Linked DNA regions of Arabidopsis thaliana: region 2 is linked to region 1. Evidence: chromatin contacts called from public capture Hi-C data. All regions are on one chromosome and are shown on one strand. The core of a region is the stretch at or near the end of the contact, and the rest is flanking DNA. Distances in the headings are between cores, read along the strand shown.

Evidence for each region. Capture Hi-C pulls out chosen DNA fragments and counts their contacts.
Region 2: a capture Hi-C map of root shows a contact between it and region 1, with 2.3 times the contacts expected there. A contact is called at or near these places in 1 of 26 Hi-C or Micro-C datasets (callus) and 1 of 3 other capture datasets (root).

Annotation. Positions count from the first base shown.
Region 1 is chr1:4,092,893-4,097,387 of TAIR10.1, forward strand. It overlaps AT1G12100 (Bifunctional inhibitor/lipid-transfer protein/seed storage 2S albumin superfamily protein), which reads left to right and starts at 2,354. Exons shown (of 2, transcript NM_101082.3): 1 at 2,354-2,381; 2 at 2,583-2,991. The coding sequence starts at 2,354. The coding sequence ends at 2,953.
Region 2 is chr1:4,162,683-4,167,259 of TAIR10.1, forward strand. It overlaps NAC007 (NAC 007), which reads right to left and starts at 3,246. Exons shown (of 4, transcript NM_101098.5): 1 at 2,744-3,246; 2 at 1,645-1,834; 3 at 1,277-1,548; 4 at 144-1,131. The coding sequence starts at 1,804. The coding sequence ends at 376.

The sequences.
Region 1 (4,495 bases), core at 1,104-3,603:
AGAGTTAAGACTAAGGTAATTTCTTTTTGAATAAGCATATACATGATAATAACAACCAATGGAAAGAAACACGCCAAATGTAAAATAGAATTATACCAAAGAAGCAACTAAAATGTAAAATAGAATTATGGGAACTAGAAAAAAGTAACTTGCAATCAATCAATCAACCATAGATCACCAGCTTACAATGAAATCAATGCAATAAAGTAAGCAAATGATTTGACAGAAAAAAGAAAGAAAGTAAGCAACTGATTTTCCTAAACATGATCATTAATTATGAGATTATATAGAGCTCCTCAATATTTATTACTGTCAAATAAATAAAATCACCTAAAGCTACTAAAATCCTATTGATAATCTTCGTAATAACTCCCTCTGTTCCTTTTTGTTTGATTGTTTATAAAAAAAATTTGTTTCTAAAAGATTGATTTTTTAAGTTTTCTATGTAATATTTATTGGTTAGTATTGGTGAATTGTAATTTTCAAGAAAAATAGTTAATTCTCATTGGTTTAGAGTAGGGATGTCAAAATGGGTAACCCAACTCAACTCATAATCAAATGAGTTTAAGGTTAAATGAGTTATGGGTTGACCCAACTCATTTTGTTAAATAGGTTGGGTCTACCTATAACTCATTTAATATGGGTTAACCCATTTAAATAATAATTTAATTAATTATTATTATAAAAATAATAAATTAATAATGATTCATTATCATCAAACTTAGGATATTTACGGATTCCACTTTTTACGGATTTACGTTTTTGACGAGAAAATCATGGGTTTACGTTTTTGGCGGGAAAATCTCGGGTTTACGTTTTTGGCGGAAAAATCACGGATTTACGTTTTTGGCGGGAAAATCACGGATTTACGTTTTTGGCGGGAAAATCACGGTTTTTTGTTTTTTGGCGGGAAAATTACGAGTTAACGTTTTTGGCGGGAAAATTACGAATTTACGTTTTTGGCGGGAAAATCACGGGTTTACGTTTTTGGCGGGAAAATCACAGGATTTACATTTTTGGCGGGAAAATCTTGGGTTTACGTTTTTGGCGAGAAAATCTTGGGTTTACGTTTTTTGCAGGAAAATCACGGGTTTACTTTTTTGGCGGGAAAATCACGGGTTTATGTTTTTTGGTGGAAAAATTACGAGTTTACTTTTTCTCAATTTCATCGATTGTATATTTAAGAAATTTGGAAAAATATTAATTTTATTAAATTGGTTTAGATGTGTTGGTTAAACTTAAATTGACATTGGTTTAGAGATTTTAGTTGGTTTAATTCAATTTTACAAAACTTATTGGGTTAATTGGGTAAACCATTAAAACCATTAACCATTACAACCCAACTCATTTTACTCATCAAACCAATTGACTCATCAACTCATTTGACCCATCAACTCATTTGAGTCAAAAATTTTAACTCATTAGGGTTCATGGATTGAGTTGAGTTGAGTTGACCATGAATTTTGACCCATTTTGACACCCCTAGTTTAGAGTTATAGAAAACTGTAAAACACTAAAAATAATACATTTATAATCAACATTTAATATGTTTTCTTAATATGTGTGTTTTTCTAAACAATCAAACAAAAATGAACGGAGGAAGTACTAATTAAGTAATTAGTGAGAAACTGTATTAACCGTTCACTAGTTAAGCTCATAAAACTAATTCTCATTGGCTAGCCTAAGTTTACTATACTATTGGGCATGTAATGCCTTGAATTCTATAATCAGGCGAGTGCAATCATAAGCATTAAAATCAAATACCAATCCATAGACTTCACATGCATGATCTATCCTATACCCAAAATTGGTAACTACTTACCCATAATAATCTTTTTATATATAGAAATTAATTATAACATAACATGCTTGATGTGATGAAGAAGCATAATAAGATTTTAAAAGAACAACTAGGAGCCGAATAAGGCGGAATAGGCCCTGTTAAGTTAAAATTTTAACAATCGAACAATCAAACCCGGAAAAAGATTAAGGATCTTAGTTGAACCAGTTGAGTCATACACACTGATTACGAATCACAAATCAAACTGTAGTATAAAACAATTGCAACTTGGCTTTCCACCCCCACACATGATTTTTGTTATTGTTCATAAGAAAACAAAGTATTTCTTATTATTATTCTTCTTTAAAAACAATTCTTATTATTATTCACTTCACGGGATTACATAAGAATTCTAAATCGCCCATTGGTTCATCTTGTGATCCATTGGATGGCAAATGATATTAAATTATGTTTTATTCGGGTAATGGATCTATAAAATTATCGGTTTATTTTTATATAACAAAAAAGGTAACGAAAAATATTGTTTATCATCAAGCGGTCTTTGCCTAATTAATGACGTTTTACAAAAAAAACTCTGAAGGTTGTAATTCATATGATCCCTAGAAGAAAATTATCAACTTGGTGACATATGCGAGTCTTGTGGTTCACCGGAGAACGGGAGCCCTAACTGGCTTTCACACTTAGCCCCAATGCTAATCATATCCTTACCTCTAGTCACATTAAGCAACCTTTATTAGGGTTTAACTAGAGATCAATGGAATCCAACAGAATTTTTCCACAGCTCTCTTCATATCTTTTAATCTCATGTTTTTTGCGCATGTTAGTGGCTGCAACACTTGCTTTCCACCTACCCCAATTCCTAACCTTAACCCTATCAGCAATCCTACAACGCCTAGTTGCTCAAGAGACGCCATAAAACTTGGAGTTTGCGCCAAAATACTAGACGTTGCAGTCGGAACTGTCATTGGAAACCCATCCGACACGCTTTGCTGCTCAGTTCTTCAAGGGCTTGTCGATCTTGATGCTGCCGTATGTCTTTGCACCACCATTAAAGCTAACATTCTCGGGATTAACATCGACCTTCCCATCTCGTTGAGTTTGCTCATCAATACTTGCGGCAAAAAGCTTCCCTCTGATTGCATTTGCGCCTGATAAGTTGTATATGGATGAATCTATCAAGTAGTTTTATTTTTTTCGTATGTTATGCTTCTCTTTGTTTGGTCGGTTCTCGTCTAACTCATCCGCATGTATTCTTGTTTTAGCCATGTCTGACAATCTATTGGTTCCTACTTTTGTTGGGGTAAGTTTTTTTCTGTTTCATGCGTTTAGTTGACAAGTCTTAAGGGTATTACCACTAAAAACACATACAATGACAATATAATGATCCGATAACAATTTTTGATGTTTTTCCATGATTTATCTAAAATATGTTATTGTAGATATTTTAAATAGCAAAGATCATCCAATTATATTAAATTTCGAGGAAAGAAATGGATTTCAAGTCAAATATCTCGGTTTATAAAAAAGTAAATTTAGAAAACGTGTATTAGCTAGATTACCAGATAATAATGTAGATTCCAACTTGTAACATATAGTTAAAATATACATCAAATACTCTCATGTACGTAGGGTTGCTGTCTTGCTGATATATGGGGTTAGGGTTAGGAATTAACCCATCAGATCCTGGCGTAAAATATACAAGAATTAAAAGATTTAATCATCTTGGTTCTGACCTAAAAGTATAAAATCATGTTGGTCAAGACCCTTAACTGTTCCGATTTACTTATATTCTTTGCGGTTAATATCTGGTATTTGTAGATTTTATAATTAGTTTGAATTTATAGCTTATTATATCTAATTACACGTTCACCTTTGGACAAATATTTTAGGCCACTTGTGCTGGTCTCTGTGTAGGGTGTTCCACTCCAAGTTCTTTTGAGTGGGGTTAAAAGGATCAGTAGAGACCCTGACAAAAAAATACTGCCAAAGCAGGACCAGACATACTTTTTATATTAACAATCTTTTAAAAAACTTATATAATGGAGCTTTAAAATTATTGTAATTTGACATTAAAATAGGAAAATGGGAACCCGTGACACGACCAATCTGCGCATGCCACCACCTAAAGAAGTAAAAGAAAATGAAAGTAATTTGTACATATACGTGCATGGCTGGATATTTACCCCTTGTTCTATAAATAAAATTCTTTGAGAAAACATAATTTTTTTTATTTTATTTTTTTGTCAAGGTGAGAAAACATAAATAAGATGTCTTTTAAAAGGCTAAGATGATGTGATTGTCAAAAATACAAAAAAAAAGCTAAGATGATGCTGGTTATGATAAACTGATAATGCAAGTTGCAAATTCAACATTTTCAAAATTGTATATTCATAAATCCAAGATCTAGAGAGTATAGTTCGATCGTACTACTACCTTACAAGAACTAACCAAGCAGTGGACCAAAAATTTTGTATCTGAAGGTAAAACTGGTATATCGGCCTATTATGTGCCTGATGGATCATAATTTTAGTGGATCGAACCCCGTTTCAAATGATCAAACAAATATTCAAACTGCAATTACCATAAGAACTAGACAGATTTGGCCCATCAAATATTGAACCCATTAACAAACACTTTAACAACTAATATATTGTGTAGCCCATTAGTAAAGAGCGTTCGGCAAATTATTATCAA
Region 2 (4,577 bases), core at 1,996-4,495, 71 kb after region 1:
TAGTACAGCAAGTGAGAATCTGATCAGACGTATAAATTTGAAGTAAAAAGCTTCCTTTTTAGTGTATGTGAAATTGTTTATACTAGAAGATTATTTAGAAAATAAAATAAAATAAGAAGAGACAATTGTCTATTTAAAAAATATTGGAGTTACATTTAGATTAGAGTTTATATATGGTTAATCATATTGAGTACAAGTATAAATATGCATAGATACGCAATGTATATATGCATATGACATAAGTTCAATAATGTAGTAAGAATCAATCAAAGCAAATATAAATCTGTACCATCATCATCATCTACACTTGATTAGTGTTCGTGTGTACGTATATATATATATGTATATATGCATTTATATGTCTTCTCTTTCAGCTCACTTCCATAGATCAATCTGACAACTCGAAGAAGTAGAAGCAGTATATTCTTCTCCCATGTCTGAAGCCCTTTTCGGATCTTTTTCTTCATCAACTTGGTACTCAGCATTGCTTGTGTCCTTGGCATTATTCTGTATAGATGCAGAAGCTGTGGCAGCCTCCTCGTTGCTTAGCTGAGAAGCAACAAATTTATCGAGAACTCTCCAGTCTGTGACTTGGTCCATCACTTGCTCGTTGCCGCTGTTCATGTATAGAGAGCTGAAGTTCTGATTTCCTTGATTCAATTGTTCCTCATGCGCGATATTTGATTGCTGCAAGTTAGCATTATGGCTCGAGTTATTATCGATGTTGCTTGTTCCATAAGGAAGAGAGTTGCAATTACTGTTATCTTGTTGAATCTTAGGGCTTTCTAGTTGAGGAAGTTGGAGGAACGATAAATGAGATTCATCAAGAAGATGATTTCGTTGTACCAGGTGGTTGTAGTGTAGTTCTAGCTCTTGCTTGCATTGCAAGTTAGGGTTGTTGAGAGCGTAAGCAGATGCATTGAGGCCATATGGCATATGTTGTTGGTGCTCGTGCTGCTGCTGCTGATGATGATTGGGGAGAATCCGTCGTTGACCGTTTGTCTCGAGCTCGGAGGCCATAAAAGAAAGTTGATCATCGTACCAATGTGAAGGGGATGAGTCGTAATCTCCCATTCGTCTAACTGCAGCCAATCTCTTCTTGAAAACCCTACACACAACCCATCCTTCTTCCTACAACCCAAATATCATTTAATGAGATTACCTCAAATGATTTTAGGAGATCATATATGCAACTATCATATAATGAGATTGTTTAGTATAAACATGCAACTAACTTTTATAGAGAAGTAATGTTTTAGGGTTGTTATATTAATACCTGAGGAGTTCCGTTTTCATCGGTTTCTAAGCGGTATTCGTGCATGATCCAATCAGACTTTTGTCCATTTGGGGCTCTTCCCTTGTAAAACACAAGTGTTTTCCTCATGCCAATTAGACTATGCCTCAAATAGATAGCCTTATCTCTTCCGGTGGCTTTCCAAAACCCTGCTTTTGTTGCTCTATTGGTTCGAGTCCCTGTGGGATACTTCTTGTCTTTATGGCTAAAGAAGTACCAATCACTCTGCTCTTCATGCCCAATTTTGCACAACTCTATTTCCACAAACGAATAAAAAAAGACTTTTAAAATCTTTCCTTAGGAAATAGAGACAAAGTAATGAAGGATAGAGATGGTGGGATTGGGCAAACCTTGAAGGTCCCATGGCTCAATCTTGTAAAGATCAATGTCCTTTATGAAATCAATTTCTATTCTCTTCGATGCGACTTTTTTCCTCAGGTAGTAGTCTACAAGTTCTTCATCTGTCGGGTGAAATCTAAAACCCGGAGGGACGTGGGAAAATGAATTCATGTTTGTCTTCTTGATCGGTTAATAATCTGCCTATAAGAAAATCACCAAACAAATCGAAAACAAAGTCATGAAATTATGAACATAAGAAGGTTATATATAGCTAGGTAGTTACATATCTTACATAGTGTGATTGTGAATTAGTTGATTATTTCGACAGACATATGATTAGACGTACTATGCTGAATATATAAGAGGTTGAATTCAAAATCGAAAGGAATTATCGTCAGACATTTATTAATTACAAGAATTAGTTGTGTTACATGCTTACATCTAAAGAAATATGTGAAGACTATTCACATGGTTAGTTATGTAGGTTCGAGATAATTAATTAAACTCACTAGTTTAAAGTCATGGACTCATGGTAAATAACTGAATTTTCAAGAAAGTAAAATCAGTGAAACCCAATTATATACCGTATGATGGTATATAGTTAATTGATTTAATGAGATGCATAATTTCAGCTTCAAATAGACTAGATCGATTATTAAATTTGATTCTGCTTATATTTCCATCTAAGTACTATAACCAAACAAGTAAAGATCAGAAGATGAAGAGGAGTAGTTTTTTTTTTTAAAGAGAGGATGATCCATCTTAAGAGATTCTTTTTTAGATTATTGTATAACATCTTATGAAAACTTTTAATCAACTTAACAAAAAAAAACCCCAGCTTGATCTACTTATGTCTATTTTATTATAATAAGATATTTTAGGTTTAGATGATATTTTGCTTTGCTTGTAACATCAGCAACATTGAGTATGAAATGGGATGGACATGATGATGATGATCATCAAGGTGAATCACCTTAGGTGATTAATGAAGATTATGATCAAGGATGATTAAAGATGATGATCAAGTTTTACTTAAAGAAGAAAAAACAGCCAATATTATTTGTGACGATTGGTAATAAATAGAAAATTGACATAAAATTAGGGTTTTACCTGAAGAAACTCTAGAAATTAAACAGGATAATCCAGATGAGACCTTTTTAAAGCTTCTAAGAAAGCTTTATGTTTCAGCTATTGTATGATTCTCTCTCGTGATTACTATATAGATAACATCACAAGTTTGAAGACTACACAAGACTAGAAAGAGAAAGAGATCGAGATAAGATCAAAGAGTGGACAAGATTTGACAGTGCTCCTCGGGAATAGGTTACTGGAAAGAGAGATCAGATCCCGAGAGAGAAAGGGAGAATGATAGAAAGAATGGGAAAAGAGAAAGAGAGTAGGGTTATATAAAGAAGATCAATCGAGGAAGAGAAGAAAGAGAGAGCACACAAGACACAAATCAAAAGATGACAATCGTGTCCTAATAATCTATTATATATTTTACTTTCTTTCATCTCTCTCTCTTTCCCTATCAATCATACTATCTCTCTCTTGTGAGTCCTTTTGAACCTAGAGAGAGAGGGGGGGGGGACTTTATTTGTTGCAAAAGCTTGGGGGGAGAAGAGAGAGGAGGATAAAGGGGCAAGTAAGATTTAGAGAGAGAGAGAGAGGTGGCAACATCCATTACCACCCACCAGCTCTTGATGGATATACTTGATCATCAACATTAAGGTTAATTTTCTTACTTTAATTTGGACTTCTTTTTTATGTCCTAAAATTGTCTTGCTAAACTAGAGATGTCAAAAAAAAAAAAAAAAAAAAGTAACTCAAGTACTCAACTAGTTTAGAACCCAACGATATTGCTGGTTTGATGGTAGGTTAATTTGCAAGAAAATCTTTGTTGAAAGATCTATACATCCAGAGTTATTCAGATATCTCAGTAAAACATCAACATGCATGATGATTCTTAAATTCAAGGTTGGCATGTCACTGTATTATTCGAAGTTCGAACACCAATGCACACAACAATTAGTGCTATCAAGACTATCATATATATTATCTAGAGATCATATATATTATCTAGAGATATGTATATCATTAAAATTTGTAGATAATTTAGTTATAAGTTATTCTGTACTTCGTATGAGTTAAATAAAATCATCAAGAGACAAACAGTGTATGATCCCTACCAATAATGTGAATTAACATTTTTTCTTATAGGAGTTGGTTTTCATTTTTTTTCTTCTTCAAATTCTTTACGTTAATATTGAAATATCAAATATATATACTGTACATCATTTCCATGTGATTCGGTAATCTAGGACCTATGAGCAATTTTTAATTGTATTTACAATTTTGTACTTGTATTCACATAATCATTCTGATGAAACGAAATGTGGAGACATACTAAAAATAATATGAAAGTGTATGTATCTTCTTGAAGAAAACCTGTTCTATGAGATATTTTTTAAAGTAATTATTGCTCTCTATTTACATTATTACATATATGAATATTTTCATCCTTTGGAAACTTCAAAAGTAACCATAGACAGCTTCCGTTTTGGTCCAATTGACTGGAAAGAAAGATTCATCTTAAACTATTTTGAGCATAAAACAACATTAAAAAAATATATTATCTAAAGTCTTAACTTCAACTTTTAAATCAAAATTTTTGCCATTGATTACCCCAAATATATTGTTCTGCTCTTACGAAGAAGAAGAAAAAAGAAAAGAAAAGAAAAAAAGAGCGCGGAACTTGAGCAAGGTGGTAAGTGTAAAGAGGGACCCACAAAGGGGGGGAGAAACGGAATGATGTGGTGACGTGGCGGGTGGTGGTCCGGCGTGAGCGAGCCATCGATCATTTCCTGTTGCAGGCCGGTTGGTCACGTGGGTCCCTTCCCGTTATCCCGTTCTCTTAAACCTTTCTTAATCCAATTATTAATTA